Linked DNA regions of Zea mays: region 1 is linked to region 2. The links are chromatin contacts, called in public Hi-C maps. All regions are on one chromosome and are shown on one strand. Each heading gives the region's core, a stretch centred on a gene start, on an enhancer-like site or on the middle of the called end of the contact. The rest is flanking DNA. Distances are from core to core; before and after follow the strand shown. Region 1 holds the start of LOC103637982 (CHD3-type chromatin-remodeling factor PICKLE). Region 2 holds the start of LOC103637974 (replication termination factor 2).

Region 1 (5,088 bases), core at 1,244-3,743, 180 kb before region 2:
TGCATTGACAATAGCGATATGCATGACAAGTTACCTGACACAAAACTACGTGCATATACTAATTCAATAATTCACTACACGAAAAGCTGGAGCACCAGATTATAAAAACACAATAGTGATACAAGTCACTACATATCTAACAGAAAATCATATTACTGTCAACATCACCATCCATTATACAAGGTAAAAGTAGCGAAGCACCATGCACGTAATTTGTCTATTGTTAAATTACCCTGTATACCTGCTAGCAAGGATCCTGTCAACAGTTGTCCACTCCGGTCTAATTGCAACGATGTCCTCACCAGATCTTTCTGCTTCTATTTTCATGGCTTCCTTTTGCCTTCTGAAGTTATTCAACCTAGTCCTCAGACGAGGGTGTATATTCGCGGCTTCTGAATATTCTTTTTCTGAAACCCTAGTTTTTTACGAGAGATAATAATTAATAGTAGAGTACAGAGAAATATAATCATGTAGTGAGCAAGTAACTACCAAGAGCAGTGAATGTATGATAATCCTTTCCACTTGATAAGATATCGCTCCATCTTCTTTGATCGAGGCTCTGTGGAACTAGAATCTTCACGAGGTGCTTCCAGCACTTCAATATCTAGAATCCTCTCCATCTCTGTTAATGGACTTACCTGAAAAGGTGAATTGTTATACCAACAGTATCAAACATAAACTGAAAGGAGGTGCATGATGAAGCAAAGACATACACATTCTGGGCAGCTCCATTTATCAGATGTGATGTTTAAGCAAGGAACCAAGCATTTTCTGTGAAATTTGTATGTACATGTTGAACAAGAGACTAGATTATCACTTTTTCCACAGCGCTGGCAAGCTTCTTCTTTCTGCACATATAAAATAAGAATGAACCAACTAAAGCTACAGGATTATGCAGATAGAAAAAACAAGATTAAAAAAACAAAATCACATGAACTAGAGGAGATTGAAATTCAGGATGGTGCATCATAGACGTTTAGAGCTCCGGTATATAGAGAAGACAAGGTTCAGTTTTTTAGCAAGATATCCCAGAATTCAAAATGATAAGGATAAGATCACTATCTTACTGTTCTGGAGAGCCGACAGTGAAGTGGTAAACTGGTAACAAATAAAATTTCAAATATTTGAATGTCCTCTCTTATGATAATTTCATCAAGAGTCCTAGGTCAAGCTTGAGCGGACCACCTATCATATATATAGAGAAAACTACTAACTCACCTGCACAACATGGGTAGCGTAGTATTTACACAGCTACGTCAAGCCAGTTAACAAACATGGGTGTCACATCTGATTCTTCCATTTGAATTCAAATTTAGGTAGCATGATACCAACCAAATGTGTCAACCTCAAAACCACAGACCCTTAGGTCCTCAGTTCAGAATGCACAAATTTCAATAAAGTTAACATTTTTCGATGTTAACCCAGTCTCGTCATACTAAGTAGTAAGTACCTAGACTTAGCATCTCATACCTGAAATCAGACCCAAGAAAACAGAGGGGGAGAACCCAGATTCACAATTCAGCTCCCTAAAAGCATCAAGCAACCATGTCGTCTAACCATATATTCCTAGAAACATCCCAACACCAGTCAGGCACCTGCATTCCCCTGCTCCACACGGAATTACACAACTGTTTCATCCTGTTTTGCAACAGTTTTAGCCATCTAGCAACATAACTCCCGATGCAGAGCAGAAATCCTAGCAATAATAGGCTCAATCCCCCCATAAAAACAATAGCTACCCAGCCTCAGTAAAAATCGCAACAACAAGCAAAGAGAAGCGAGACCCCGATCAGCCATACCGCGTCCTCGCGCTCGATCCGCTCGGCGGGCGCGTCGTTCTGTTGATCCTTCCCCTTTCCGGCCCCAACGCGCAGCGGGAGGTCGTCGTCGGACTCGTCGAGCGCGTACCGCGGCCGCCTCTCCGACCGCACGCGCAGCCGCTCGACAAGGCTGCTCATCGTCGCGTAGAGCTCGCTCTAGGCAGTAGGGGATGGAAACCCAACGAGCGAGCGAGCAGCGCTACCCTCGCTACCTCCGCCAAGGTCTCGTTCCACCTCTAGCGCCGCCGCCGCTAAGTGGGCTAGGGTTTGGTGGGTTTGAGGAGCGCCGAGGAGTGACTAGGGGCTATTTATACCGTCACGAGGGCGCGAGGTGCCCAGTGGGAGAAGTGCGGCGAGAATGGAAGGTAGCCGACGGGGTGACGCTCGGCTTGAGCTGCGGGCGGAGGAGGCGCGAGGGCGGCGACGGGGGGAGTCTGTCTCCTCCTCTGCACGAGCGAGAGGAGAGGAGAGGGGGCAGTGGTAACGGCCACTGACCAGGAAGAGCAGGGACTAGGCGATCTTACGACCTGAACCTTCTGCTTTGTCCAAATTTCTGTAATCGACTAGAGCTGTAGAGCAGGGACTAGAGCGGTCTTGAATGTGCAAAAGGCAATAAGGCATGTATGGACGGTGGATTTGTTCGGAAAAAATAACGCATCTTGTGAAATATGATATCTCCTGATATCCAATCCAAGTGGTTATAAGCGTGGAATATGCTATGCTAGATGTGATATGACATCATTTACGTGAATTGCTAGCCTATATTTAATATATTGCCAAATTAGCACCTTGTTTACGGGATCCATTAAAATGTTTTCCGAGATTTGGATAGTTTGGCACTGGTCACGGCTCGACGTCGTGAATGGTCCACACGGACGGTCCACGAATAGATCAAATCAGGCAGTTAAAATTTTTATCTCCACGTGTGTTTACCCCTCCAAATCTCGTGGGAGCTATTGGAGAATGCCTGGTAACAGGTCCAGACCTCTCCCCTTATATATTTGAAGGGATACGACCGATTAAAGAACCAACAATCGAATCAACAATCAAATTATCTTATATTCTTTATCTTTTGCCCTAGAAGTAGACAGTAACTTAGATTCCTCTCTTTAATCTTCATCTCTCTCCGGTTCTACATCGTTTAGAGATGTCTTGGTTGGCCTACCGATCCCAAGACAAACCATACGATCTCTCCTCCGCGATGAGGTCCCTCTCGGGAGCGAGATCCAGGCATCGTCGGTGAACTTCGTCGCCCCTGCGAACGTGATGATCGTTCGGATCGTCAAACAGAACTCCTAGCCTCTGCGCCAGGTCATGGACCATCCGCGCTTCCCGCGGAGAGCATGCCATCGGTACTCATCGCAGTGATTCGCGCCCGTATCGGTGCCAGCACAATTTTTGGTGACTTCGCTGGAAATTCGCGTGAAGACCTATCAGATTGGCCCTCAATGTTCGGTTCAAAAGATAGCTCTGACGTCTCCCCCAGCAATATCATCGAGCCGACTTGGGAAACCTTGATGATTGAAGAACAACTGGAGTTCGAGGAGCACCAAGAGAAGCTGATCAAGGAAGCAAAAGCAAAGTTTCTAGCCAACTTCAAAGTGGACAGAAACAACAAGGTCGTTCAACAACGGGTGACTGATCTGGCTTCGCTCCGACCTACTGCGGCTACCCCCAAGGTAAGCGAAACGAACAAAATCCAATCTCTTAGAGCTTACATTGATGAGCAGCGAGACCAAATGCAACAGATTATAGGGGTATGCTATATGATTATAAAAGGTTAGTGCGTGCGTTCGATAAATCTACCGTCGCAAACTTTCCCTCGCACGAGGTTGAATCAGGGGAAAATACGTGTGATTCATCGGCTACAGGTTGTCATGACCAGTCACAACCCCTTTACATGATGCCGATAGAGTTTGACAGGTTGTCACCTTCGGTACAAGACCGATTGAGTGCCCCTCAATCCAGTCACCAGGCACAACTCCAAAAAAATTGTCGAACTGCTCGGCCGCAAAGGCCAACCAATCCGGTAGGGAAGCATATATCTATAGCTGTCAAGAGAACGACAAAAGGGGACATCATCAAAATAGGCACAGTAGATATCATCGTATAGGGAAATAATGAAGGGCCTATGATTTTTGGTAAATCGGCCAATACAAGCAATGAGGAAGACACGTCTGCCAACAAAACAGCCGAACCAAGATACTCCATGCCTCGATGTGCCCATCGGGACTATCACGGTCTAAAAAGCAAAAATTGCAGCTCTTGAGAGCAAGGAAAAGAAGCAGAAAAAATATTTAACGACACACATCCATAGTACCCACCACCGCAAAAATGGTGGAGGCCAAAGGACGTCGAAGCAAATCAAACGGCTACAAAAACAAAAAACAAGACAGCAATTGCACAACTCTTTGCAGGTACGGTGGACAGTCCAGTTATAAACCAGACCGATGTCGTGGACCATTCAACCCTCGAGTTCGGACCGTCCGCTCTGCACTAGAACACCTCGGATGATGCGCCAACACCTATGGAGGAGGATGACCTGCTCGGAGAGGATTTGGTCGACTACAGAGCCACGCTGGAACACCTAGAAAGTTAGGAAGGCAAGATGATAAACTAGTCAGGACCAATATGATGCTCAACGGTGTTGAGATCGATAGTTCGATCAAAGCCAAGGGAGTCACATATGTTGAGTTAACCATCGGGACTAAGACCCTTGCTGTTGTATTCTTCGTCACTGATGTAGAAGGAAATTATAGTCTAATCTTAGGCAGAGATTGGATTCATGCTAATCAATATGTACCTTCTACTTTATATCAAATATTGTTACAATGGGCGTTGGGGACTTGTTCTCAAATACTATGAATTAAGAACAAGGCAACACAAGATGTTAAATGTTAAAGTCCTTCGTCCTTCGAAGCATTATTTCCCTTAGGATATAACGATCTTCGGACGAAGGTCATGAAGGGCGTACCTTCATGAATACGGTTAAAAGATGACGAAAGATGAAACATATGAAACATATCATTCATATGTTATCATTATACAAACTTGGATATTTAAATATGATATTTAATTACATTTATACCTTCGGCTTGACAGAAGGCAAAAATCCAAGTGTTGCGCACGAGCGATTACAAGATAGCGTGAGCAGTACGGGGGCACTGTTCATCTATTCATAGGCGTAGGACGCAACCTGTCTAGAATTACATTCATGCCCTTTATGTTTACTATTGACATTAGAACAATCTATCGAGGACTAAATAGC
Region 2 (5,091 bases), core at 2,516-5,015:
AAGGCTTGTCCTTCATAACCTTCGTTCGGGATTCATTATATCCGAAGGGAGATAATGCCTCGAAGGACGAAGGACTCTAACATTTAACATTTTTTCATGTTGCCTTGTTCTTAACTCTTAGCATTTGAGAACAAGTCCCCAACACGCACTCAATTGCTTCTGGTTCCATTAGGCAAACCCCTCAATTTGATGGTGAAGATTATTCAACATGGAGTGATAAAATGAGACATCACCTAACCTCACCTCATGAAAGCATTTGTTGAGTTTGGAGCGCAGATACCATGGGTTGGAGACGAGGACTACATTCAGACAAGGCCGCACAAATCTAGCACTTCAACTCATAAACTACCACAATACTCCTCGCTTCCTTGTGTAGGGAGGAGTACAACAAAATACAAGGGTTGAAGAGCGTCAAGGAAATTGGGGATGTCCTCAAGACGGTGCACGAAGGTGACATGGTCACCAAGATCACCAAAAGGGAGATGATCGAATGAGAGTTGTACGGTTCACCCTCGACAAAGGAGAAGAGTCGTAAGCCATGTACAACCGGCTTATTATGATAGTGAACCAAGTCCGGAACCTCGGGAGCACCAAGTTGACCGATCATGAAGCCGTCAAACTCATACCAAGATCACTTGTATTTCGTAATTCTACTAAAGTTCAATTAATTCATAAAAATCCTAGCTACAAAGAAATGTATCTTAAGGAAGTGTTTGGAAAATTTATGAGCTTTGAGCTTATGGTCAAAGACTCTAGGCACACCGAGAACATGGCTCAAGGCATATCCTCCACTCCTGAGCCACAACCCGTTGCATTCAAGACGATGGAAGAAAGAAAGGAGGAGACAACACCAACCAAGGGCTTCCAACATACCCTTTCAAGATTGATAACGAGGAGATGACCCTCATTCTCAAAAGCTTTCAACAAATCCTCAAACGACAAAAGTGGAAGGACTACAAGTCACATTCCTCATAATCTGCATTTAGCCTCTACGGCAGGATAATCGAGGAACGACGACGACGCCTAGCACTAGAAATGGTTGAGATGTTACTGTGCATGAAAGATTGGAAACTTGGTGAAGCTAGAGGGCAGCACTGCACACAGGACCAAGAACTTGAAGATGCATATGAAGGACTTTATTTTGATGACCCTTAGGGCCTAGGCCCTAGGCTTTGTAATCTTGTATTTCTTCTTCCTATCGTGCTCTAGTGATCTAGTGTTGTAACTAAACAAGAACATCTTTATAAGGCATTGAACTAATTATATCAAAGCTAGGTTTTACTATTTTTTCCTTTCTAGTGTTTTCTCATGAGGTGTGAGTTTTTACCTAGAAAGTTTTTTGACGAGGCAACCATTGCCACGAACAGCTCTAATGCTTTTATGCAGGGTTTGTGTGCTATTTGTGATCTATGTACTAATGGTGAATTGTGATATGTCATATGTGTTATGTCGAATTTGTTGTAAGTGATTGTGATCTGTGTAACAATTTTAGTTATTTTGTGATCTATGCTAATTTAAGTGAATTTGTGATATGTGAACTGTGTGATCTGAGTAAAGTTTAAGATGCTCATGTTTTTTGTGTTGGCGTGCTCATGCTGGCACGAGCATGTAAATGGGTCGTACTTGTCGGCTCGGCCCGACAAGGTCGGGCCATTCCCGTGTTGTGCTCGTGTAGGGGTTCAGGCCCGTCGGGTGGCACAACACGATACATTTAAGTAATCAGACTTAACCATGCCGGACTCAACCGTGCCAGGGTCGTGCCGCCCGTTTGAACATCTATATCGTCAATGTTCAGTTCTATTATATTCTATTCTTGTGTAAACTTGCTAGCTATTATTTGCATCATGGTTGTTGTACACGTTGTATGCTTTTTGTAAGGTGCACTTACATCCGTTCCTATCTCACACACATTCACTTTTTTTCATGCTTCTCCAAATATACCATTGTATACAAAGACAAACAAGCATAAGAGCACTAACGTTTTGTCAAATATTTTGTATGTCGTTATAATGCACGAGCACCTAACTAGTCCACATCAAAAGGGTTTCAAGATTAAAGTGGTTTATTTGTCGCAATTTAGCTAAAAACAAACTAAATAAACTAGTTGGCAACAAATATTCGAGAACTGAGATACTACATAGGAAAATAATGAAAAACTGGCAATGTTGACATCCACAAAACCGCAACTGTCCATACATCCTCACCGTTGAATTCCATGGACTTGGATTAACTGTACTGTGGCAACAACAACAATGAAGACCATGGCGTTTGTCAATTATTTTTTGGAACAATCAGCCAAGTAACAACTTTTAATTCAAACTCTACACAAGACCAAACTATCGCAGATTCCACCCATCGTTGCTACGTTGAATTTAACGCTGCTCTAACAGCCAAAATACGCTCAGGGTCACCAATCAAACATAAATAACACCACCAGATAAAGGAACCAACATTGAAGTTGGTGACACGAGCGAGGCAAATCAGCACAATAGGATCACCACCTCCATGCAATGCAATCGCTCTTGGCATGAGATCAATTTCTTCCCAGCGGAAGCGAGCGGCACGAGTATGTCTCCTTGAAATCCGACTTCCTGGACGATGTGAATATGGACGCATACACTTCCTTATTGGCATGGGCTGGCGCATGGTCCGCAGCCTTGAAGCGCTTTGCTGAAGCAGCCTCGCCCTTCTTCCCATTCTCAGCTCCGGCCGCCGCCACCACCGGCGCCACGACAGTAGCAGCATGCTTATTCCCACTGAGAACCTTCTTGTCCTTCCTCTCCTTCGCCTTCCCCCTCTCCTCCTCCATCCTCTTCCTGAGCTCGGCCACCTCCTCCTCAGTCCCGTTGATGGGCATCTTGTCGGCCTCGCCGAACTCCTCGTGGCAGACCAAGCACGCGGACGTCTTGACCTCCTTGAGCGCCTTGACGCTGAGCACGTGGCCGCACCCACGGAGCGCGAGGAACTGGTACTTGCCGTTGAACTCGAGGCCGGTGACGGGGCACTGGAACCGGACCTCGTCCCCGGCGGCGTCGGCGCCCGGCCTGGGGTGCAGGTGGATGGGGACCATGTCGCGCAGGCCCCGGATGTGGGACAGCGCCCTGGGCAGGCGCTTGTGGAGCAGCGCCTCAACGAGCGGCTCCTTGTTGTAGAGGTTCCCGAGGCGGTCGGCGACGGCGGGCGCGGCGAGGGGCTCCCCGGAGAGCGCGCAGCAGGTGAAGCGCGAGAGGCGCGCCTCGTTGGGGTCCGCCTTGTCGGGCTTCTTGGCGAGGTACATGGAGAGGTAGCAGTCGCGGGACTCGGCGCCCGTGGCGCCGCCGTCGCCGCCGCCGCCCCGGAGCGCGCGGAGGCGGAGCTGGACGGAGGCCGACGGCGGGAGCGCCGCCACCGGGGAGGAGGCCGGCAGCGGGCGCCCGTCGGCGGTGAGGTAGTAGCAGGAGGGCGAGGGGAGCGGGATGGAGCGGAGGAGGTCGGAGACGGGGAGGTGGGGGGGGACGGTGAGGTGCCGCGGGGGCAGCGCCAGGTCGTCCAGGCGGAGCACGACGGCCCTGGATGCGGGCTGGGCGTATCCCGCCATGGCGCGCTAGGGTTAGGGTTCCGGCGAGGCTGTCCGGATCGGGGTGCGGAGGAAAGCTGGTGCTGGACGGACGAAGACAATGGGGAATTGGGGATTGGGGGGGAGGAGAGCCCGAGCCAAATCGAGATGGGCGGACGATGGTGCGAGCGGCCGTGGAAAAGTTGGACGCGGAGGAATCGTGAATCGCGAGCGGTGAACCGATCTTGTTGTGGTGCCTAGTGGGCCGAGCCGGGCCGGGTCATCCGCGGAAAGCGAGGTTGGCGCACGTGACTTGAATCTGGTGAGCTCTGAGAACTTGAGAAGGCGAGGCCTGCCAGCTCCTGGGAGTGAGTCTGGCGGGCGAGATTTTGAGCATTTTCTAGTTCTTTCTTCGTGTACTTCAGTAACTCCACACGGTTTCGGCCGCTAGAGAGCACACAACACGATCGCGGAGATGCGATTGCTGTTCTGTTGCAGGTGACCGTCCAGCGACTGAAGCCGACAACCGAGCTGTGTAACCAAACAAAACAGCTGGTGAGCTGGATATCCATCTATATCTATACTTGACAAACGTGCGTGCACCTCGCTTGCATGAGCTGCGGGTCGTGTATAACCAATAAACATGATCGCCGCACGCCCTTATATATTCCTCGATCACGCCTTGTTTGGGTTTCTCCGGTCATCACCACGCACGACCTGACCAGCCTACTGGCGTGCACTGCACATCGTTCCATCATTAACGCTGTGTGTACGTTCGTCTTAAGATGAACTAAGATACCATGTCCGCAGCCACATGGTCAATGATCTGGTGATGCCAGTCGTCACTGCGCTGCGCATCATGGTACGGTGCACCAAGTGAAGGTCAAAGCCTCAAAAAGGACTCAATAATTTTTTTTAGATACACCCTTTTGCTTTTGATACAGCTGTCGCTCATGCTCTCCCCCCAGTCCCCCTCATCCGGAGCTGTTAGCCGACGCGGGCGATGATATGGTCGTCGCCGCGGCGGCAGCGCCGCCGTTGGCACCGTGCATCTGGCCGCCGCCGCCGCCGGCGGCGGCGGCGGGGGGCGGGCGGGAGAGGAGCGACGCGGATGAGGTGGCCGAGGAGATGGCGGACGCCAGGGAGATGGGCATCAGGCACAGGCCCTTGCCCTGCAGGTACTGCATGGCCGTGCCCATGTCCTCCTCCATCATCTTCGCCACCTGGTGCTCCGCCACCCGCAGCCCGCCGCCGTTGCCGCTCTTGGTGGTAGCGTTAGTGTTGCCGCCGCCGCCGCTTCCATTGCTCTTTCCCTGCACGTGCGCGTGATCAATGCATGGATGACGACGATGCTCTTGCCACGACATTTGTTATGTTGGTGGTGGCGAGTGGCCGAGCGAGTGCCAAATGCTCTGGTTGGTTACCGCCGTACATACGTACCTCTGATGAAGCCATGCTCGCAACCAGAGGCGCCATCCCGCCGGCGGCTCCGCCCAGCCGGCTCATGCTGAGAACCTGTGCGCAATGCAATGCACAGCACAACTAACGTCAGCACG

Evidence for each region. A called contact is a pair of places that touch in the nucleus more often than the background predicts.
Region 1: a Hi-C map of leaf shows a contact between it and region 2, with 7 times the contacts expected there. The contact joins the promoter of LOC103637982 here to the promoter of LOC103637974 in region 2. A contact is called at or near these places in 13 of 25 Hi-C or Micro-C datasets (bundle sheath, ear, endosperm and 4 more) and 1 of 3 datasets of contacts at active chromatin or transcription factors (leaf).

Annotation. Positions count from the first base shown.
Region 1 is chr9:14,964,564-14,969,651 of Zm-B73-REFERENCE-NAM-5.0, reverse strand. It overlaps LOC103637982 (CHD3-type chromatin-remodeling factor PICKLE), which reads right to left and starts at 2,493. Exons shown (of 31, transcript XM_008660980.3): 1 at 1,800-2,493; 2 at 714-848; 3 at 490-638; 4 at 242-415. The coding sequence starts at 1,958.
Region 2 is chr9:14,783,251-14,788,341 of Zm-B73-REFERENCE-NAM-5.0, reverse strand. LOC103637974 (replication termination factor 2) reads right to left here and starts at 3,765. Exons shown (of 1, transcript XM_008660971.3): 1 at 2,147-3,765. The coding sequence starts at 3,577. The coding sequence ends at 2,534. LOC103637976 (transcription factor LRL3) reads right to left here. Exons shown (of 7, transcript XM_008660972.3): 6 at 4,976-5,050; 7 at 4,398-4,848. The coding sequence ends at 4,510.